2 separate regions of the Rattus norvegicus genome follow, and region 1 is linked to region 2. Evidence: chromatin contacts called from public HiChIP or PLAC-seq data. All regions are on one chromosome and are shown on one strand. Each heading gives the region's core, a stretch centred on a gene start, on an enhancer-like site or on the middle of the called end of the contact. The rest is flanking DNA. Distances are from core to core; before and after follow the strand shown.

Region 1 (4,947 bases), core at 532-3,031, 300 kb after region 2:
ATTAGAAGATGGTGGGAACACATGGGTAGAACCCAGAGACAGCCTGGGAGCACTCCTCAGGGAGCTCGAGAGTCAGAAGCCCAGCCTCATTCATCATCATTGCCTGAGGCTGTATTCTAAGAAAAGTAAGGCTTTCACCAACCTCTGACTTCCCCAAAGACCTCAAATAGGTAATTTCCAAGGGAGCAGTCTGCCCCGACGCTCGCCCCAGCTGTGGAGCACATGCCCAGTGGGCATCCATGCCTTTCCTCTTGGAGGGAAGAGCACTCTGGCTCACCCACAGACAGTCATTGCTTCCTGGAACAAAATCCTGCCACGCCTGGCTGGAGAGCAGGGCTGGAACCCACTGCTTCCAGGATAAGCAGTGAAGTTTGTAATAGTTTTATTGAAACGCAATCTATACATAACATAAAACCCACAGGTTTCTGAGGCCTACACATACTACAGTGTTAACTTTTCTTTAAGATTTAGTTATGTACTCACTTGTTTTATATGAGTATACTGTTGTGAATACACTACAGCTGTCTTCAGACACACCAGGAGAGGGCACTGGATCCCATTACAGATGGTTGAGAGCCACCCTGTGGTTGCTGGGACCTTTGAACTCTGGAAGAGCAGTCAATGCTCTTAACCGATGAGCCATCTCTCCAGCCCTATTTTCTTTCCTTCTTTCTTTCTTTCTTTCTTTCTTTCTTTCTTTCTTTCTTTTCTTACTTTCTTTCTTTTTTAAGAGAGAGTTTCCCTATGTAGCCCTGGCTGTCCTGGAACTCATCAGGTTGGCCTCAAACTCAGATGTCTGCCTCCCTCTGTCTCCCGAGTGCTAGCATTAAAAGCGTGCACCACCGCTGCCCGGCTGCTGATTACTGCTAATTTTCATTGAGACTTACTGAGTTTGTTTAGGTTTTTTTTTTTTTTTTTTTTTTGAGACCCGGTCTCATGGAGTTCTGACTAACCTTGAACTCCGTATGTAGCCCAAAATAGCCTTGCATTTCTAATTTTCCTGTCTCCGTCTCTCAAGTGTGGGGATTGCAGATGTGAGCCACCATACCCAGTATTAAGAGGCTTTGTACATTTAGGCAAACACTCTTGGCTACAACCTCAGCCAACCCTGACATGTAACCCAGAATAGTCTCTGCCTTCCTTAGGGCTGGAATTATAGGTGTGTGTCATCAAGCATAGGCTGGCTTGCCTTTAGGGCTGGAGAGGTTCATGGTGGAGGTGTTCGGGTGAGGGGCAACAGGGATCAGGGCAACGCCGACGAACACCCAAGGCTAAACAAGGCCAGGAATCAGAGTCCTTCCAAGGTCAGGGCGTCCACGCCTGCAGACCGCGGTCCAGGATGCGGGTGCGTCCAGACCGGCTCGCATTCCAGAATTTCCCATCCCTTGTCCGCAGCACCTCGCCGAGAGACGCAGAGATGCACACACAGCTAAACTATAGCCAGCAGCCGCGCGCCTATTGGTTGAGAGAACGGCAGCCCGAGCCAATCAATGCACAGCATCCGAGCGCTTACTTGGAATGCGGTGGGCGGGGGTCAGTGCGCGAGCGCGTGCGCGCTAGGCTCTGCAGCCGGGATGGGGGGGATGGGAGTGGGGGTGGGGGTTTCGAGACTTAAGCTGAACAGACTGTTGGATCCTGCGGTCCCCACGTGATCCGGCGCCCCCCACTCTGGGCTTGGGGAGCCGGTTTCTCCTTAGGACAAAGCGCCGGGGCCGCGCTCTCTGGTGCGGGGAAGCCTGGGCGAGCATCCCCGCCCCGGGAGTGCCTAGGGAACTGGGCTGACCACCCGCGTCGCCCTGGACTCCTGCCGCCCAGATGAAGGAGAGGATATAGGTCACAAGGAAGCAGGTTGCACTTGAGTTCACCAGGCCAGAGAACAACAGGAAACCCGGATCCTCCCAGATCCAAAGAGAACCTCACCACCTGGCTGTCCTTCCTGCCTTATGTGGTGTGGCGCTTCAAGCGGCCATGTTACGCCCTCCCTGACCTGGACCTTGCCCACCAAGGACCAGCTTGTTGGATCCGGAGCCCCAAACCATAGAGGGAGGAAACAAAGGCTGGCGGATCATGGGGTGGGTGGGGCCTGTGGACCCTTGCCTGGCAGGTTCGCCCATGAAGCTTTGTAGGCCCCTGAGCTTTCTGCAGACCTGCGCTATGTCACCTAGCCGCATTGCATTGCATTGCACAGGAGCCCTTCTTACTCAGAACCCTAAGAGGGCACGTGGGGACTCGATCCCTGTGCTGTGCACCTGTCTGGCTCCACTGACTTCCAAGTGGTTCCAAGACCCAAGACTGTTCACTTGGGGACACTTGCCCTCCCTCCTTCCGTGGGGAAATCTCTACTGCAGTGTTGGCTCCTCCCTACACAAATGACTTCTTTATAACCCGGTCCCTCAGCTAGGATCTGGGTCTGGCTTATCTGGCTTGGGGCAAGGGAAGTCTGTTCATCTGTCTGCAGTAATCGGAGCAAAAGACAGCTCCACCTTGGTGCCTGGAGGAGTTTGAGACATTCCTTCAGAGCAGTTCTACTCAGATGAAGCCAGGATTCAGAGACAGTTTATTAAGATTAGATTGCTAACAGCTTTAAGTATTAAAGGTGATCAGGGAAAGGCTCCTGTACATCCAGGTGTGAGCGTGGCCTTTCTCGAGTTTCCTGGTTTGAGCGACTAGCAGTAACCATATATGCACTTTTTTTGTGACTCCTGAGGTTTATACTGCTCAAGGCGTTTTGAAGCGACACCCTCCTGCCTTCAGTAAATTAGACCATAGAGCCAGCAATTCCTGACATGGTTTGGGTAGGAAAATCTAACGTGGTGAAACCGTGGGTTGGGAAGGTTACACACAGGTTAAGCCATGTCTGTTACCATAATGGGGTTTATAATCTTGCCTGTGAGATTCCTAGAAAATTGCAGGTTTATATCTGGGAAAGGAATGAGGCCAAACTCAGAGGTCATGTACTTTAGGTCTCAAGCCTGGTTTATTCTTTTTTGAGCTATCTCTGTATAAAAGGGATAGTGTCTCTACAAAGACAACCTTCGCAATGTATTTCATGATTCATGCTGAATTCCTGACTTTCAGCAAAAGACTTCAACAGACTAGTGAAAGGGGGCTCTGTTCCTCTACACATACTTCTGTCTTCTGTCTTCCTAGCCTACCTCAAGCTGACAACGAAGCCAACTGACATACCTTCACTATGGATTTAGTTCTGAGCTCACTGCCGGGGGCACACCCCAATAACCCCAGCACCTAAAAGCTGAAAGGCTGAAACAGGAAAATCACCCCAAGTCTGAGGTCAGCCTGATCTATAGATAAACGCCTAAAGCTGTTTTGTTTTGTTTTGTTTTTTAATCTCATTTTAATGAACTACATCATTTTTTGTTTGGTTGGGTTTTTTTGTTTATTTGTTTTGGTTTTTTGAGACAGAGTTTCTCCGTGTAGCCCTGGTTGTCCTAGACTTTGCTTTGTAGACCAGGCTGGCCAATAAGTCACAGAAATCTGCCTGCCTCTGTATCAGGAGTGCCAGGGTGGGGGGTGAGGGTGGGGATGAGGAGGACGAGGGGGTTGGGGAGTATTAAGGGCAATCACCACCACACCTGGCCATAAACAGCATCTCTGAATTGTTTCAAAGCGTCTACAGTGTGAAATGAGAACAATTAAAATACTGCAGCCTCTGAACTGGTGGGGTAAAGGCCTGCTGTGCCGGCAGCAGGCACAGGGACTAAGTAAATCCCCAGCACCCACATAAAGGCTAAGTGTGGAAACTGGCAGGAGAGACTGACTGCTATTCCAAAGGTCCTGAGTTCAAATCCCAGCAACCACATGGTGGCTCACAACCATCTGTAATGGGATCCGATGCCCGCTTCTGGTGTGTCTGAAGACAGCTACAGTGTATTCACATATAATAAATAAATAAATCTTTAAAAGTAAGATGGAGAGCCAGGATGGAGAGTTCAAAACCAGTTCAAGATCTCTATAAAGAGAGCTCCAGGCCACCCATGGCTGTTACACAGAAAAACCCCATTTCAGAAAAAAAAAAAAAAAAGAAAGAAAGAAAGAAAGAAAAAGAAAAAGAACACTGGTGAGAAAAAGGCTCTTGCTACCAAGCTTGATGGCCCGAGTTCAATCCCTGGAACTAGCATGTTGGAAGGAGAAACTGATTCCTGCAAGTTACTCTCTAACCTAAATACACATGCACACACACATGCATGCACGCACACGTACCAAATAGATGAAAGAAACAAAACAATGCACATGCATGCACACACATGCATGCACACACATACCAAATTAAAAAAAAAAAAAAAAAAACATGGCAAAGCACTTTAGGAACAGAGCCCACATTAACCTCTGGGCTCTGTGTGTGCCTGAATGACGGGTCCACCCTCACATACATACATTTGACACTCGAAAATCAGCTTGAATGTGAAGCCTTTTTCAAGCCACACCTAGCTTCTTTCCAACTGCAGACCAAAGCAAACCGAGAAACATGGGTGGGGGCGCATGCCTTTAATTCCAGCACACAGGAGGCAGTGACAGCCAGATCTGTTTGTGAGTTTGTGGCCACTCAGGGCTCCACAGTCAGACTCTATCTCAAAATGAACTAAGTAGAAACAAATATTCTGGAGAATCCTTCCTCAGTAAGGAAAACAGGAGCACTTAGCAGAAAACAAGCAAAGATCGTCAAAGATTTTTTCATAATGGCCCCTAAAGAAAGAAAGAAAATTTAAATAGTCACAAGTGGTCACTTATCATCCTATCATCCGCCAAATTGGCAAACACGCCCAGGTGTAAAGGAAGATGTCCCATGGGGAAGCTGGAAGGGCTGGCTTGGGGAGAAGGCAGACCTGGGCAGTGAGATCTGCTAGTCCAGCCCCTGGAGTATCCCACAAAGGAAGAGCAGGAGGGCTAGACGGATCTCCACTGAGAATCGCTGTGTGAAAAAATTAA
Region 2 (5,077 bases), core at 2,007-4,506:
GCAGTGTCCTATCAGGGCCCTCAACCTTCTGACCCCAGTACACCACATTGTCATCCCAATCCCCAGGAGATAAGAACTAATAAGCCAAGGCCTGGAGTGGAATCAGAGGGTTCTGCCAACAGTCAGAGCCTATGTTCTAGAGTGTAGACCTCCCCGCCCTCCTACACAAGCTGGAGCCGAGGTCTAGAACAGGGTGGACCACAGAGCTCCCCTCCGTGGAGGATAAAAATCACCCCAGGTCTTCCTCCAACTCAGTGGCAAGCCCGGATGCCAGCCTCTATATAACTCCAGTTTGGCTGGAGGCCCCCTGGTGTTTGGGGTAGAGTGCTATGGGATGCACCCTCATCCGCCATACTGCCGGTACGCCGAGGGCTCTCCGGTTGTAGACAGAGTCATCCTGGCCTGTCTCAACCCCAGGAGGACTGTACCAGGGGACGGATGCGGGGTTGGGTGACCTATGGGTGGGGCAGCTGGGCTAGGCATCAGGCAGGACAGGAGGCTGGCAGCTGCCCTCTTCAACAAAATCACTGATGCTGGAGTCACTGTGCACCCACTCAGCACCAGGATATTGTTGGGGAGGACGGCCTGGGCAGCGTCGGGGCTGGCGGGCCGCTCGTCCATCGCTACTTCTTCCAGCCCGTGCCCCCCGGCTCACGGGCGACTGGACATCCTGGCCTGTCTTTTGGTCACCAGAGGCAGGAGAGAGCCACCCCTCCCACTGCAGGGCCAGCCCAGCCACTCCCTTTGTGGTGTGAGGGAAAGAGACCAGGGCCATGTGGGGGCCCAAAGTATGGCTGACTGTTCTAACAGACAGGAGGAATGTCTTCATTTAATCGTCTGCCAAGGTACGTTTCAAACATGAGTCTTCACAATTTATTACTTTTTTTGAGATGGTCTCCTCTCTCTCTCTCTCTCTCTCTTTCTCTCTCTCTCTCTCTCTCTCTCTCTCTCTCTCTCTCTCTCTCTCTCTCTCTGCACAGCCCTGGGTATTCTGGAACTCATTAGGTAGGCCTGGCTGGACTTGAACTCACAGAGATTCTCCTTCCTCTGCCTCCCAGGCGCTGGGATTAAAGGCGAAAGCTGCTGTGCCCAGCCAGTTTTCACAATTTTTTTAAAAAAAGATTTATTTTATTTATTTATTTTTATTATTTATTTATTATATATAAGTACACTGTGGCTGTCTTCAGACACACCAGAAAAGGGCATCAGATCCCATAACAGATGGTTGTGACCCACCATGTGGTAGCTGGGATTTGAACTCAGGACCTCTGGAAGAGCGGTCAGTGCTCTTAACCGCTGAGCCATTTCTCCAGCACCCCTAGTTTTCACAATTTTAGGAATTATAAAATTCCCTGCAGAGTGGCTATTAGACGAACCCAGTTCACAAGACCCACAGAGTGGGATCACTGCGATTTTCCTGTACAGAGGCATTCAGGGTCAAGGCACTGGGGTAGCGGGGCTTTGTGTCCACGGCCTGGCTAGTCCCGCTAACCCTCACCTGTGCACATAGTTGTGACGATGTAGATGCAAGACACCACACGCCACCTCGCACGCCATGCGCTGCAAGGTAAGGGGGTCAGGCGCCATGGACTCTGTCACCCGGCAGCTCCGTAGATAACCTTTGAGGTCCCCCTGCCGAGAGAGCACACAGTCACCTGCTAGCAGCAGCTACCAGCGCATCACAAGCCCGCCACCAACCTGGGTCGGGTGACCTGCAGATCAGCTGGCAGCCCTAGTGTTCGCAGCAGTTTCAGCAAAGCCTATGTCTGGATTCCGACACAGTGACCTTCATACAGAAGCAGCTTTGGCACCAGAGCTGCGCATGTAAAGAGGCCAAGGAGCCACACGAGGATCCTAAACTCAGGCTCTGCCCCAGGAGCTGTGTGAAGCCTGTGGCTGTCCCAGGACTCCCCACACTGAACTGCCCCAGACCCCACAGTGTTGCCCCTGCTGCTGCTGGCTCACTCTAAGCAGACCCCCCTCTGAGGCAGAGCAGGGCAGGGACCACTAGGACTCTACTGGAGAAATAACAAAAGATCCCAAGAGGCAGAGCAGGAGAGGAGCCAGCTCAGAAGGGCCTCCCACTCCCCTTTGGAACAATGAGCTACAGAATAGGACCTGGACAGACAATGCTGCCTCCCCGCAGATGGCCACTTACCAGGGGACAGAACTCCATAACCAGCAAATAGGGGGTCACCTCAGCACACTGGGCCAGGCACTGAAGCAGGTTGCTGTGCTGCAGGGCCCTGGAAGAGTCCACGGGCGTCTGAGTTGGAGGGCAGGAGAGGGCGCACCGGGCCCCCCAACACAGCCCTCCCCACAACACCTCCAGGTTCTCCCACAGCAGGTCCCCTGCCCTGCCCCCAGCACACCACCTACCTGTAGGGCTGCGCCTCCTCCAGGAACTGCATCTGCTCCTGCACACTGGCGCTGGCCTTCAGCTCCTTCACCACCACCTGCGTGCCACTGACACCCGAGTGCACCTCCCCCAAGAACACCTGCCAGATGTGACAGGCGTCACCAGGGCCCCCTTCGGTCTCCACAGGACAAGCCGTTTAGCTCCCAGTGCCTCGGAGGGTCGTACCACTTCCCACTAAGCACTCAGCCCCAGTCCACCTGCAAGCCTCCCGCTTTTCTCACTGTCTGGGGGTCCGCACCGAAGAAAAGGGACTCGGATGCATGGTCCAGTCGGGGGTGTGTGAGAAAGAGCCCCTCCCCAGGGCATCCCCAGGAGTAGCAATTCCCACCACCCTGAGGCATGCTTACCTTCCCAAACCAACCGTGGCCAATCTCCTTCAAGTACAGGAGGCTGTGGCGGCCCAGGTCCGTGGACTTGAGGAGTTGCACTAGAATAGAACAGAACCCCAGGAACTGCTTAGCCACCACTCTGCTTCATCTTCCTTACCAGGCTCTTCAGGGCGCAGGGAGCTTCCCCCAAGTTTCCCCGCCAGAGTCAATAAAGTGGAGGCCAGGCTTGAGGGCTGTCATCAAGGGCCAGCATCTCTCAGGCTCTGAGGTGGCTGCTCTCAGAAGAGCCATAGATCTCAATCCCCATCCAGGCAAGCCTGGAAAATGGCGCCCAGAGCCAGTGGGAGAAGCTAAGCCCAGACAGCAGGGCCTGGAAGGCCGTCTGGATGAAGCAAGAAGCTGGTGCTGAGGCCTGGGAAGACAGCAGAGCAACCAACCCCCTACCCCTGCCACAGGCTGGCATTCAAACACCCATTGCACCAAAGCCGCCTTTGTTGGGGGCTGCTTGGCACAGCCCTGTACGGGACACACTGGGTCCATTCTCCCCGTGGGCCAGGCTGAGTGAAGTCAGTGGAGAAGAAGGGTCAGTGTGGGCAGAGGAAAGGGCCAGGACTCACTGCACCCACTCATGCCCCCTCAGATTCTCTGAATTCTCCTCCCACGCTGATAGCCCAGAAGGCCAGGGTTAGAGCGGTTGGGAGGGCCAAGGGAAGGCAGCAGCCCTCAGGGACAAAGAGACTCAGGGAATGTTGGCTTGGCGCCCAATTCATGGAAGAGCCCCACCAGGCCCTGTGTCCCAAGACTTAAGCCCTGAACCCAATCTGACTGGATGCCTGGTGGAAACCCCGGGGTCTCTAGGACCTCAGTTGTCCCAGAGCAGGTTCAGGGTCCCAACAGGAGAAACCAGGACAAGCACAGAGGCAGGAGAATGCTGATGTTGGGAGCTAGAGGTAGGGGAGGGGGCTTAGGTGGGCTGACTAATCTCACGCCAAATTTCTCCCTCCTTAAAAGATGCCCCCCCCCCGGCCAAAACAACAGAGCTAAACAATGTAGAAAGCACCTTTGCCCTCTCCGAGTCCCTGTCCCACTGTCCTTGCCCATGGAGAGCCAAGGCTGCCTGTCTCATAAGAAGTGCTAGAGATAACTGCAGGCCTTTGAGCCAGTGGATAACGTGTCCATATCCATGTCTGGATCCTGCCTGACTTTCGAGCTCTCTCCCACGAGACTCAATGAGCCACAGAACCATGCATTTAGTGTTGGGCCAGGCTGGTGGCCGGATGTCCTCTCTGTTGGCTCAAATAGGTACCGAGACCCTAGTCTTTGACGCAGGCTGGGCCCTTGATAAGAAGCATTGTGTTGGGGTTGGGGATTTAGCTCAGTGGTAGAGCGCTTGCCTAGCAAGCACAAGGCCCTGCTCCGAAAAAAAGAAAAGGGGGGAAAAAAAAAAAGAAGCATTGTGTTGAGGGCCCGGTAGGGTCGCTCCAAGGCTGAGGTAGGAAGAGTGCCTGCTTTTCACCACAGCGGCACTGGGGCCAGCCGCACTCTCAGCCTGACACCTTCTGCAGTGTTCTTGGACCGGTCAGATAGACAAGGGACAACCCTTAGCTGAAATCCAGGCTGTAAAGACCCGAGAGCTGACTGTTGTAGAGGTAGCCATAGTCCCAGGAACCATGGTGATCAGAGCAGCATTTACCTGTCACCTCCAGACAGGTGCGGGGAGGGGACTAGCCTAGAGGAAGAGGCTCTGGGAGGAAGGCAAAAGGGAGGGGCAGACTGGGTAAAGGAAGCCACGGGAAGAGGCCGGGCCTACACTTGGTAAGGGGCAGAGGGGATGGGAGGGTAGAGGTAGGGTGGGGTTGTTGCTTCTCTTGCTCCTACAAGGCTGTGTATAGGGGAGCAGGGGTCTGGGGTTAGAAGCAGAGAACGGTAAATAATCCCAGAGCCAGAGTGCTGGGCCACCTCCCCCAGTTACTACCCTTCTGCATGGCAGCCCCTTGGGTGGAGAAATGACAGGCTCGAGGCTACTCTCAAGCCAGCTGACAGCTGGCCTCAGGTCCTGAAGGGGTTCCATGGACCTTCCAACACAGCCCAGCATGAAATGCAGCCTGAACGAGACCTTGCTGCAATGGCCCAAGTGTCCCTCATCCCCCACTGTACGCACTTTCAGGGAGACAGGCTTGCTTACCTGAGCGACCCGGCTGCTTAGCCATGGGCAGGGAGACCTCAGTGAGAGGCAGGACATACACATCGGGGCCGTTCTGTACAGTAGCAGCCGGGGAGCCCTGCTCCGAGAAGTCGGCCACATACTCTTCCCCTTCAGCATTCTCAA

Evidence for each region. HiChIP or PLAC-seq counts read pairs in DNA pulled down with a chosen protein or histone mark.
Region 1: an H3K27ac HiChIP or PLAC-seq map of oligodendrocytes shows a contact between it and region 2, with 2.8 times the contacts expected there. The contact joins two enhancer-like sites. A contact is called at or near these places in 4 of 12 Hi-C or Micro-C datasets (frontal cortex, liver and psoas muscle) and 1 of 1 datasets of contacts at active chromatin or transcription factors (oligodendrocytes).

What each region holds. Positions count from the first base shown.
Region 1 is chr10:106,098,725-106,103,671 of GRCr8, forward strand. No RefSeq gene overlaps it. Among named protein-coding and RNA genes, the nearest start is that of Actg1, 20 kb to the right of the region's middle. Within about 2 kb of position 1,782, at least 76 of the 93 cell types and tissues checked have an H3K27ac peak or open chromatin away from gene starts, as enhancers often do.
Region 2 is chr10:105,795,830-105,800,906 of GRCr8, forward strand. Aatk (apoptosis-associated tyrosine kinase) reads right to left here. Exons shown (of 14, transcript NM_001394586.1): 3 at 4,934-5,077; 4 at 2,767-2,846; 5 at 2,380-2,498; 6 at 2,159-2,246; 7 at 1,499-1,632. Mir3065 (microRNA 3065) reads left to right here and starts at 496; the gene lies at 496-598. Mir338 (microRNA 338) reads right to left here and starts at 578; the gene lies at 513-578. Within about 2 kb of position 3,257, at least 43 of the 93 cell types and tissues checked have an H3K27ac peak or open chromatin away from gene starts, as enhancers often do.